2 separate regions of the Capsicum annuum genome follow, and region 1 is linked to region 2. The links are chromatin contacts, called in public Hi-C maps. All regions are on one chromosome and are shown on one strand. The core of a region is the stretch at or near the end of the contact, and the rest is flanking DNA. Distances in the headings are between cores, read along the strand shown. Region 1 has its middle 34 kb from the start of LOC107854379. Region 2 holds the start of LOC107867806 (peroxisomal membrane protein PEX14-like).

Region 1 (6,169 bases), core at 3,653-6,152, 53 kb before region 2:
TAAAGGGTGGTTTTGGTCTTTTACCACCCGTTTATATACCTAGTAATATCCGACCAAGGCTCATAATTTCATTATTCTTCCGCAACATTAAAAACTAGGGTTTTCTCTCTAAAAAGAATACTCAAGAAAATAAAATCCAAACCTTCTTCAAGAACTAAGAGATTCAAATTCTTCAAGTTCAATAATTTCAATAAACTCACTACCAGGTATGCATAATGTTCATTCATGGACTCCTTTCGTCCATGAAGCCCAAGAATCTTTTCCAAAGTTCAAGTGTATGGATTTCTTTATGAATTTCATATTGGGTTTGCTTTTGTTCATGTTGATAATGACCAATTGAATTCTAATCCATGTTGGGTGATCAATTTTATGTGGAATTGATTAGTATAGGTGTAGATTCATGTGAACCTCTGATTAAACCCTTGGATGATGAAATTAGAGTTGAATTATGATGTTATTTGTTGTATAATGTTGTCTACATATACTATTGTTACCATGTGTTTGATTTAATGCCTATGTGAAGGAAAAGTGCCCAACTAGTATGATATTATGTAATCCTCATGTATGTACAAGTTTATGCATATCACATATTTGATGAAATGCCTCAATAAATGAATTATGGATTGTGATGTTGGTCATGTATTCAAGAAAGTCATGCTTGGTCAGTTTCTTTCCATCGAGTCCTGGGGGTACTTGTACTCGATAATTTAGCTGTGTGCCTAAAGCCAGTGTCATGTTTTCACGATATCCTCAGTCAAGCCATGTTCAGTAGAATTCAGTTAGTCATGTGACTCAGTAAAACTCAGAAATTTCAGTAATCTCAGAAAGCTCAGTAATACAAAAATCTCAATAATATTTCGTCAATCAACGAAACTCAGTTAAATCAGTCCAGTTAAGTTCAGTAATTCATGTATAGTGCCTATTCAGATGGAAATAGAAATTAGCACCGAGTGAACCCAAGGATGGGAACACACATTGTCAGATGAAGGTGTGATTCTTAAAAGTTATCCTTGCATTCCAAAACTATGTAGCCAGCATAGGTTGAGACATCAACACTGTCAGATGAGGGTTGATGAGGTAGATAAGCACTGTCAGATGAGGGCCCTACCGTTCTCTTTAGGGGACACTGTCAGATGAGGATCACTCACAACTTGTCCTTACCGGTGGCGCGGTATTGACACCCTTTTAATTAGGGTTACAGATTGAACCCCAACTCATCTATAATGCATTATTTGGGGCATGTCGGTTAGATAACTACTTTCCACAATTTCAGCTACAGAAATCAGGACTATCAGATACAGTCATTCAGTCTCAGTAATAGAACTCAGATAGTTCTATAGAATTCAGGACTGTCAGATACAGTCAACTCAGAATAGTACAACACTTAGCTAGGTCTATCAGATTCAGGACTATCAAATATAGTCATTCATGTTATCAGTTATATCAGTCATCAGAACTCAGTTACCAGTCATGTTAGTTATCAGTAAATTCATGTTATCACGATCTCAGGTATAGTTACTATGTATTCATGCATGCATTCTCACATTCATATTAGTCAGTTAGTCAGTATTGTTCATGCATATGAACCCCATGCATTCAGCCTACCTCACATGCATACCAGTACATTCAAAGTACTGACGCATTTGTGTTATGGTGTCTTATACCATAGGTTCAGAGACACGAGCTCCAGAGCATCAGTAGCATTTCAGTCTCCGCAGTCAGAGTTAGCAGTGAGTCCTCATCCTTCGAGGACATAATCATTACTTTATTATCTCATTAATTGATTTATTAGTTGGAGTTAGTTGGGGACATGTCCCATCAACTCCTTATTCAGACAGTTCAGTCAGTTAGAGGCTTTTCAGATTATTATGTTCAGACAGTTATTTCAGCTGTTTTGGGTATTTCATACCCCATCAAGATGTTATAATTTTATCAGTTATGTTACAGTTTTGAACCTTATGGCCCTCCAGCCTTTATTTCCGCAATTATTCAGTATATTATGCAGTGTTCAAGTACAGATATCAATCATGGGTTAGCTTATGGTCCCTCGGGGTCATGAGCACCATGTAGCATTCTGGGTACCGAATTCGGAGCGTTACAGTTATATTAAGTCAGTTGGTGATGTCTACCAATACAAATACATAACTGGTGTACTCATTTTACCTGTTCTCTTCTTTTGGTTAAGTGTGGAGCACTTTCCAGCATTTGAAACAAGACCTTGACTCTCGTTGTGATTTAAGCTTTGATTCAATAGTGATCTCCATGTTCGGGCAACCATTAGATCTTTTTCTAGTTCATGTACTTTATTCCGGGACAATGACATATTCTATCTCGGTTTTAATATTTATGGATTATGCTTTTGATTTGGTTTTGATTAGTAGTTCTTGTATGGTGGCTTTTGGGTTCCTAGGGACGTAATGGTTTAGAGATATTAGTTATTTAGATTTTAGGAGATATTAATATTGTTATTAGGTTGGACATGTTTTAAGTTAATAAATTGAGTTGGGTTTTAGTAAATGCTTAAGTGTAAGGTTTAAGTTTTTAGCAAAGATTGGATTGATTGATTCTCCCACTATAGAGTTAGGGTTGGTGCCACTGACCATCGATTGGGTCATGAAAAAGATGGTATCAAAGAACTAGGTTCATCAATCTCATTGAAAAAGAATGGGTCTAGTAGAGTTTTGCAAAGTGGTACTGAGACGGTTGTATTTTTCTTTGAGGGGATATAGGACTTTAGGAAAAACATTCACTTCTACCATTCCTACGTGCTAGTACTTGATTCTAATTAATATTTCGTGATCTATATTGGTATCTGACATCCTTCATTCTTGTTTCATAGATGGTGAACACTCATTTGATTAGAGCAGCAGCAGTCTCAGCAGCAACACCTGGATCTACTATTAAGGCCACAGTTTGGGGTAGAGATAGGGTGAGAGAGAGAGGGAAAAGAGGAGGACAAAGGGCAACACCCATCAGGGGTGGAGTCTAGGGAGCCAGAAGACCAGCCATATATGGCAGCACCCATCAAGGGTGGAGCCTAGGGAGACGAAAAACCAGCTAGATAAAGATTATTGTTGTCTTCTCTACATAAGGCTACTTCATACGTAGATCCAAATGAGGAAGTGATAGTTGAAAAGAAGAAGGTTCCAATTTTAACAAAATATTGCGCCTTTGCAAGGTGGTGCAACTCAGGTGCCTCTTGCCTGATAAGTTATCCTGTAAGTGTTAGAATTTTTAAAGGGTTTAGATAGCACTAGTTCTACTTAGATAGTTATGGCCTTTTAGCCTTTGATGGTGCAGCATATTGCACTGTAGAACCTTGAATGGATAAGGATTTTGAGACTAAAGTCTTGCCAAGTAGGTATTTGGTCTCGTTATGACTGGTGATGAGCATGACCTATTTCGTAAGTTACTAAAAATGAAAGCACCAGTATTTCAAGGTGCTAATTCAAAGGATACATGTGAATTTTTTATTGGCTAGCATGAGCATCTGCACAAGATGGAATTATGGAGTGATATAGAGTGGAATTTGTTACCTTTTAGTTGCAGAGAGAGGCCTAGCAATGGTGGAGATCCTTTTTTGAGTGTGGGGCTGCCTTATCTCCACTAAGACTCTAATTCAGAATATATTTCTTGAGAAGTATGTCACTCGTACATTGCATAATAGAAAGAAGGGTGAGTTCTTGAGACTTAAGTAGGGTGATATGTTTGTGGCGTCATATAAGGCCAAATTTCATGCTTTGTCTCAGTATGCCTTACAGTTGATAACAACAGAGGAGGAATATATCAGATATTTTATGGAAGGTTTGAACATGGGTCTTCAAATGGATGTACTTCAAGTGGCTTATTTTGGGAAGAATTTTCTTAAGGTGGTGGAGTTTGTGAAGAAAGTGAAAGGGGTGAAACAGCACGGTAGAATAAGAGTAGAGGAGAAAAGAGTTAGGAAATTGAGTTATTTCAGTGATTCTTATTTATCGGGCCATGGTTTGCAGAGTTACTCTACTTTACTAATTCATTCAGGTATTCCTGCGTATGTCGACGGCCGTTAGGGGTTAGTTATTAGCCCTTTAGGGTAGAAAGTTATGCATCTTCAGTGGCTTGCTCTAGACTATAGATGTTGAGAGTGCAGAAAAATGGGTCACATTTGAAGGTATTATCTTAACCTTATTCTCGTAGGTCAATTAAGTCAACAACTGACTTCTAGAGCGGTAGTTTTAATAGGTCATAGTGAGGGAGGTAATGGTAGAGGTCTTCCATAGGATGAGCTCTGAGCTCAGTGGTATTAGAGTTGGTTATCAATCCAATAGTGGCATAGGACTGGTTGGTTATGGCAAAGCGCAGGCTAGTAAAGTTGGTGAGATACGATGGTCATAAGGCTCATCTATATGTAATTACGAGTTTCTCTAAAGTTGAGGCTTCTACTACTGTTATCACAAGTACTTTTTTATTTGTGATCATATGGCTTCTGTGTTATTTGATTCACAATTTTCTTTTTTGTATGTGTTTGTGAAGTTTGCTTTGGGTTGGGATTTTAATTGAGAAATACTTGATGGAGTTTTAAAAAGAATGACCTATTTTGACTTTGTATGGAGTTTAAGAAAATAAAAAAGATTCTGAAATCTTGTGAACTTAAATTAAAGTATGTCAAATATATTAAAATACCCTATAATCTTGTGGTTTTAAACATATCACATGGGAACTTAGAATTAAAGTTTTACCAAACTAGGAAAGGGCCATTCCTTTTTTAATAGAATAAAAAGGAAAGTAGGTCGTTCGTTTTTAAATATAGGAGTAGCCTCTTATTGTCTATTTAATTTGTCTTCTATTTACTTCATGCTTTAGCAAGTAGAGTCAATCCTTCTCCCTAACTATCTCCAACACTTTCCCATTTGATAGGTCCTGGGATATACATAAATTAGGAAAGAAATTGACTGACCAACTAAACTCTCTAGCTATCCTAGATATTGATAGCATACAATACCCAAAATTAGGTATATACAACACATTTTTTATGGTATGCTCATTTGACTTCACAACTGTCAATGTGAGACGCACTAGTACCTTCTCATTAGGTGAATGAACTCTTTTATTATTAATAATAACTTGTTCTTCATTCAACATTTCTTTATTATATGTCATACAATTTGTTACCTCAGTATCTATTATCCACTCTACTTTATTATCATTCACACAAGATGCAGTGGCAATACCTGTGTCCTTTGTTTTAGTCGCATGAGATGCAAGAATATTGCCTCCCATATTCTCAGGTTCTATCATTGATAATTTTCCCATGCTTTTTTAACTTTTTTCCATATATTCCTTTACCATAAATTGCATCATTCGATTGTACAGATAAGGATCCTTCATCACCTTTATCATCTTATCATATTAACCTAAAATATAGTGAGGTGTATGTGCTCCTCTGTAAGTTGCATCAATAATTGATTTTCCTTTTTCGTGCATACCTTTTGGCAGTCTAGGAATTTCTTCCTTCACACTACAGGCCTTCCTCTAGCATCTTCTCCCTTTATGTTGTATTCTTTATTTCTAGCATCTCCTTCTCTCACGTTTTGAGTATTATTATTTCTAGATTTCTTTTTGAACTTGTAGTCTGTGATTAATCATGAAGCCTAAAACATTTTTCAATGATATGTCCTATCAATGTATAGAAATCACATTGTGCGTTCTAGTGTGGATGCTAGTTCTTCTTGAATCTATTGAAGTTTCCATCTCTATACTCATTAAAGAAGTCATCTCTGCATTTTTAGTTGGACCAGCAAAATGAGACATGACTCTTTGGTTTTCTCTCTCTATCATCATAGAATACACCTAATTAATTGATGGAATTAAGACCAATATCAAGATCTGGCCTTGAAATTGTTCATATGACTCATTGAATCCCATACAAAATTGCAGCAGTTTTTGCCTCTTCATGAATTCCATAAAATCCCTCGATTTCTTAGAATTACATCCAGGAAATAGGACCAAGCAATTAAATTCATCCCATAGTAAATTTAATTTGGTAAAATATTCAGCAATACTACTCGTACCTTGAGTTGTAGTTGCAGTGTCTCAGTGCAATGGCATATCCTCGATCCATCCACCATATCGAATCTCTCTTTTATATCTTTCCACATAGAGCTTCCATAAGAAGAATACATACTTCCAC
Region 2 (6,423 bases), core at 2,934-5,433:
TCTTGAATACTACTCTTATATATAAGTGGCTTAAAGCAGGCAGGATAACGTTGTCCTTCCTGCTTCTTCACCTACTTCATTTGCTTCAATTCGTGATTTTACTATATCATTCTTAATTAATAATTATAAATTATTTATATATTAAAAAATTCATATTATTTAATAATAAAAAATCATTTATAACATATCTAATTCAGCTGTTTCGATCCGTGATTTTGCTATATCATCTCTAATCAATTATTATTAGTCATTAATACGTTCAAAAATTAATAATATTTAATATAAAAAATAAATAATCATTCATGACATATCTACTCAGTTGTTTCAACTCGTGATTTTGCTATATCACCCCTAATTAATTATTATAAGTCATTAACATATTAAAAAATTAATAATATATAATAAGAAAAATAAACATTTATGACATGTCTGATACAGCTGCTTCTACCCGTGATTTTAGTATATCAACCCTAATTAATTATTATAAGTCATTTAATTATTAGAAAATTAATAATATTTAGTAAGAAAAATAAAATTAGATATTTATGACATGTCTATTTTAGCTACTTAAACTATTATTTTACTATAGCACCCTAATTAATTATTATAACTCATTTAAGTATCAAAAATTTAGAATATTTAATAAGAAAAATAAAATAGACATAAAATGATAAATTAACTCTTGATGTTTTATATTAACTTGACGTCATATATGAGACCCACTTAAATTTTTTTCACAAGTAATTTTTGTATAGAAATTTTGTTATATCACTTGTAATTAGTGATTATGAGTCATTTTAGACATGTCTGTTTCATTACTTCAATTGTAATATTTGGTTGACTCTTAAAATTATATCGGTGTCACTTAAATATAAATAGAAGAAAAAGTATCATAAATCACAATAATTAAAAAATTAAATTATTTTTAAAATATAATTGACTATCAACGTCACAAAAGTTTGGACAAGGAGAGAGTACTATAAATTACAATAACTAACGACTTAAAATAGTATATTACAGTGCGAAAAAAGTATTATAAATTACAATAGCTAACGACCTAAAATATCTAAAAATATAGTAAAAATATAATTGATTTTTAAATTTTATTTATTTCACATAAATTGAGAGCAAATGAATACGTAAAAAATGCTATAGATCACAATAATTAACCAATTAAAAATTTAAAAGACATAAAATATTTAACGGACTCTCGAAATTATACCAGTGTCACTTAAATTGAAATAGAAGAAAAAATATTATAAATCACAATAATTAAAAACTTAAATTATTTCTAATATATAATTGACTATTAACACCATAAAAATTTGGATAAGGAGAGTAACATATATTAATTGCATTACATGAAAACTATTATAAATTATAATAGTTAACACTTTAAAATGTCTACAAAAATGAATTTGTTATATATTTTTAAAAAACGTAAAAATATTATAAATCACAATAATTAACAATTTAAAAAATTTAAAAGATGTAATATAAATGTTTGACTGTCAAAACACGTAAATTAGAATTGAAGAAAAAATATTATAAATCTCAATAATTAAAAACATAAATTATTTTTAAAATATAATTGACTATTAATACCACAAAAGTTTGTCCAGAAAAAATATTATAAATCTCAATATTTAAAAACTTAAATTATTTTTAAAATATAATTGACTATTAATACCAAAAAGTTTGGATAAGAAGAGTAACATATATAAGTTGAACCTAAAAAAAAAAAAATTATAATAAGGACAAATCACATTTATGTTTGACTTCTGCTAGTTTTGAACAAGAAAACAACGGAGTAACGGTTTTCTTTATAATGGGAAATGGAAACTTAATCATTCAAGTTTGCCAAACTTAAGAGGACTATAAAAACGTTATAATAGCTAAAATTGTTCCTTAATCACATATGATTATACCTTCTCCGTTTTAATTGCTTATTCATTGTTTATTTATTAGGATTACTACGAAATTAAGTTGTTGAATATATAAATCGTTTGCTGCAAAGCATGTGAGTCATGTATTGAGTTTTATGCACTTGGAGGAGTTGAAATAACAAGGCTGTATAAATAAAATTAATGCTGGATATTTAAAGATTGTGGCTTAAAATGTATTTAGAACTTGCATATGATTATATTTAGTAATCGGATTGAAATTTGAAGTTAGGAATAATATCTACTTCGATGTGTTGTCTCAATAATTATGTGCAAGACTTTTGGAAAGGCAGCATGATGTCTGGATTTGAATAAAAGTAACTAAAAATTACACAAATGCACAACTTATTCAATATTACAAAAAATTCCAACTCCCTAAACATATTACAAAAATTCCAACATATACATAGAATGCTATGTATATGTCGACATCGACTATGTTATGTATATTAATGCTAAAAGTAATCAAGAGACAAACAAACTTGTCTAAGACTTTAGGCTCACGCATGACAAATGACAATAAACAGCCCCATCCAAATCTGCAAGGATTGGCAGTGTCGACAAACATAACTTAATACAACTGCTTTGACTATGACACTGCTGATTGAATGAGACACGAATAAAAATTTATCCGCGCACCCGATGAGGGATGTGGGAGTGACAATTGAGTGACTCCCACTATTCATTGTGAATTTTCAATTCTAATGTTATTTAAATCATTTTCCACTTGCTCCATGTAAGACTTTTAACTTCCAGTTTTACCTAAACGACATGCTCTCATAGCCATAAAAATGTCAAAAATTTAAGACTGCCAAAGTCCTAAAGGTACTTTAGATATGTGCCAAAGTATCTTTCTTTTTTAAATTTCATGCCCAAGGTACTTTAGATATGTGCCAAAGTATCTTTCTTTTTTAAATTTCATGCCCAATAGAACACTATCATATAAGATGAAATGATGTACGACCTTAATGCAAATATGCCGCCATATAATTTTGTTTAAACTGACAACAACCGAAGTAATGGCTACTTCAACCAAAAAAAGGGCAACCCACTACTCAAAATAAAACAAGTATCTCACCTCACTTGTGAAGAAGTTATGAATTGCGCAAGTTCTTTCAGTTAGAACAACGTGCAACTCGGGAGGCCATAACACTTTTTGTTCTGGCCAAAAATAATCTAATTGAACAATAGGTTAATGTGATGCATATAAATGATGCAAGGAAATAACGAGGACTAGAAAGCAAACCATAACAAGAAATTTCCAATAAAGGAAACGACATGTCGGTTAACATTTCCCAAGAGTTGATAAGGAAATACGAATTCAACATTATCCACGTAGCCATCTAACTTTAATATACCATGTCCTGTGGCATGTTACTAAGTGCCTGCATTGTGCTGCTTGCAACATTCAAAAGCTGCAAATACTCATCTGCTCCATCAACAAGACACTGCAGTTCAAGGAAAACATAAGCACATCCTTTAAATCGTTCAGCTACTTTGTCAAACACAGAAAATTCTATGATCCTGGAACATAACTGCACTAACAGAGAAGGCAAAGCTGAACTCTAATTCTAGGGGAGAACTTCAGATGACACTATCATTACTACACAATCCATAGAACACAGCTAAACATTGGTAAGTACTGAGTTCTTCGGAAAAGAAAAATTAACCAAAAATATTACTCAACTCATTTTATCAAAAACACAATTACCATTAAGAGTCAAAACAAGTTCTACCTCTCATTACTATTTTCCCAAACATTTTCCAAGTACGAAACAAGTTTTACGTTTGACTATAACTTAAGAATCAATGTACGAATTGATGCTAAGATCCTTATCAAAAGTGGGACACTCTATGTCTACTCAAGTTTTTGCCTTTGAACAAGATTGCAGCTTTTATATTTTCTTTGCAATTAACATAGTGCCAATCGCAGTTTTTTATTGTTTCCAAGAGTTCTTTTTGCTTGTCAATGTTGCAAGTCAAAAAAACTTATTACATAATCGCTTTTATAATATCTTCAGTGAGATTGGAAAGAAGCATTTGTGCACCTTTCATTTAAATGTGGTTTGCAGACAGCTTGACCTCTTGTGTTTTAATTCCACCAGAAAAGGAGACATATCATACATACTTTTTGTAAAGCAAAGTGGGAAAAGTTACTGATGGCTAATTATTTCTTTAGGTATGTTTCCCTTAGCTCATAATCCTTTTGGTACACTTTCTTACGTTTTGATTGCATATATTGGTGCACGTTTTAAAACCCAAAATTTTGTTCTCCATTTCTTCGGTGTGGATTCTATTTCATATGCGAGACATCTCAAACTTTTACTTGTGGTAGTTTAATTTTTAGTAGCTTGGTACATTTTGGTTGTTTAGTCCACCGGGGTGCCCTTTTTTGTGGATACAATGGTTGTTTCTTACAGAACCACACCTCAAAAAAAAAGGGAGTAAAAAGACTAATGAATACAAAAGGTGGTAGTTGATTAATGATGAATATCTCATAGATGTAACTTTGGCATCTCATATGTGAGAAGTTTTGCTTGGAGATAGAAATTCGACTAAGCCTACACACATTCAGGTCATTTCAGAACAGTGTGTACCTTAAAACTGATGAACAGTTTGAAGATCATCAGTTAACCTTGTTCTGATTTTTGTTTTCCTCCTTTCTTTTTGATAAGTAACCCTGTTATGAAGATTTTCATCAGATCTATTCCGAATCCTCCAATGTTTATCTTATTAGATTCGTCTCTAAAGTAGGATTCTGGTGTTTTTTACACTAACTGGAAATTTATCTCATGGACTAATCATTATAATTATCAACAACTGTTAAGTGACACATCTTTCGCAGAAATTTATTATTCCCCGGTTGAAGTCTTGGATACGCAAGGTTGTAATGGATGAAGAAGATGAAAAAGGTATTGTGAAGGGAAAATCAAGTCTAGCAGAAGAGGCTGCTGTTGCTGATGTCGCCCGAGCAAGCCAGGAGATGTTGGCATCAAAATCCGATGGTTGGTTAATGAAAATTGTTGTAATAATAAGTTAAAAAACAGGAGATGAAATAAAATTAACTGAAAAAATGTTTAGCATTAGTGACTAAAATCTTTCATTCTCTTTCTATCTCCAGTGCTTAACTTGTTACCATCAATAATCATTATGGTGATTTAACTTGTGTTCCTCCACAGAGAAAAGGTATTTTGAGGAGCTGACAAGCCTGCTAAACTATCAAGTAGGAGAGATGAAATCAATGACAAATGCCATAGAGAAACTGGAAGGTAGTAACACAGTTGCTTTTTGTCACACACTTCTGAACCAACTCTCTCGCCTATATTTTTATTCACTCTTGAAGTAGAAAGTCCCCACTTAAGGTATAGGATTTTTGCCTTTTGGCTTAAGTTGCGTGGACTCTTCACTTCCAATTACTTCCGATTCCGCACCCATGTTGGATTCTCCGAAAGTACACTAGTTTCGTGAATCCGACACGCACACATTGACAATTTTGAAGAGTCCGAGCAACGTAGCTTGTGGCCATTTTTTGCTTTTAGGGGTCTTGTAAATTAAAAGGGAAGTTTTATGAAACAACAGGGGGCTGGAAAAGAGGTGAACTTTGGAACACTATGAGAAATAGAGAGTAATTTGAGTGTTCATAATTGAAAGAGCGTGGAGAAAGAGAGAGATAATAAATTGAATTGTGCATAACCTGTATAGTTTTAGTTCGCTGGTTCCACCTTCAGCTGAGGCTAGATTTCTTTTAGGCGCTGAATTTTTTTGACTCAATAAGCTTGGTGTTTGAATGTCATTGAACATTGTTTATATGAGGTTTTCGGGGTGCCTATACTGGCGATAGTATATGTTATGATACTTATTACTTGGGTGATTTCTGTAAAAAAAAAATTAACTAAAGCCGCTAAACCAAGACTTATGAACTTGTTCAAAGAATCATTTGAAGCTTCCTTATGGAGGATCTGCCTGGTGTTTTACCATAGTTTCAGTTCCCTGGTCCCTGCAATTCAGGCTTAGTTCTTTCTCTCCACTCCATTGACACTTCCTTTTTAATGTACTAAGCTCTGTCCTGTTATAATGTTGTCATTACCTTTGAATTCTAGCAATCTTAAGACAAATTTCAGGTTCCTTAGATTTTGTCATGAATACTTGTGAGTTCATATATGCAGCCCCCACCCCCCACCCCTGGCCCCTTAGGTGTTTTGGGGTTGAGGTTGGGGTTGGGAGTGGGGGGGTTGTTTAAGGGGAAGGGACAAAAGGGATCCAAGTTATCTTCAGACAGAATGGGTGCCTAATTGGAGTTCGTCTTTTCATGCAGGGGGAAGTAATACTTCTGGAAGAATGCATGTCATGGAACTAGATGATCCAAGAATTTCAGTTACTCAATCTAGGGTAAGCGGTGTAGCAACAAAAAAAAAAGTCTGGATCTTGTAGTTCATATCTTTGTCGACTTTTATGATTCATTTCTAATCTGCTTTTATGC

The links. A called contact is a pair of places that touch in the nucleus more often than the background predicts.
Region 1: a Hi-C map of leaf shows a contact between it and region 2, with 1.8 times the contacts expected there. The contact joins the enhancer-like site here to the promoter of LOC107867806 in region 2. A contact is called at or near these places in 2 of 5 Hi-C or Micro-C datasets (leaf and placenta).

What each region holds. Positions count from the first base shown.
Region 1 is chr4:99,127,039-99,133,207 of UCD10Xv1.1, reverse strand. No RefSeq gene overlaps it. Among protein-coding and RNA genes, the nearest start is that of LOC107854379, 34 kb to the right of the region's middle. Within about 2 kb of position 4,902, at least 5 of the 5 cell types and tissues checked have an H3K27ac peak or open chromatin away from gene starts, as enhancers often do. A contact at or near this core is called in leaf, where this site is marked.
Region 2 is chr4:99,072,997-99,079,419 of UCD10Xv1.1, reverse strand. It overlaps LOC107867806 (peroxisomal membrane protein PEX14-like), which reads left to right and starts at 4,183. Exons shown (of 6, transcript XM_047411908.1): 1 at 4,183-4,948; 2 at 5,123-5,212; 3 at 6,259-6,332. The coding sequence starts at 4,834. LOC107867805 (replication factor C subunit 2) reads right to left here. Exons shown (of 12, transcript XM_016714235.2): 12 at 3,178-3,391. The coding sequence ends at 3,293.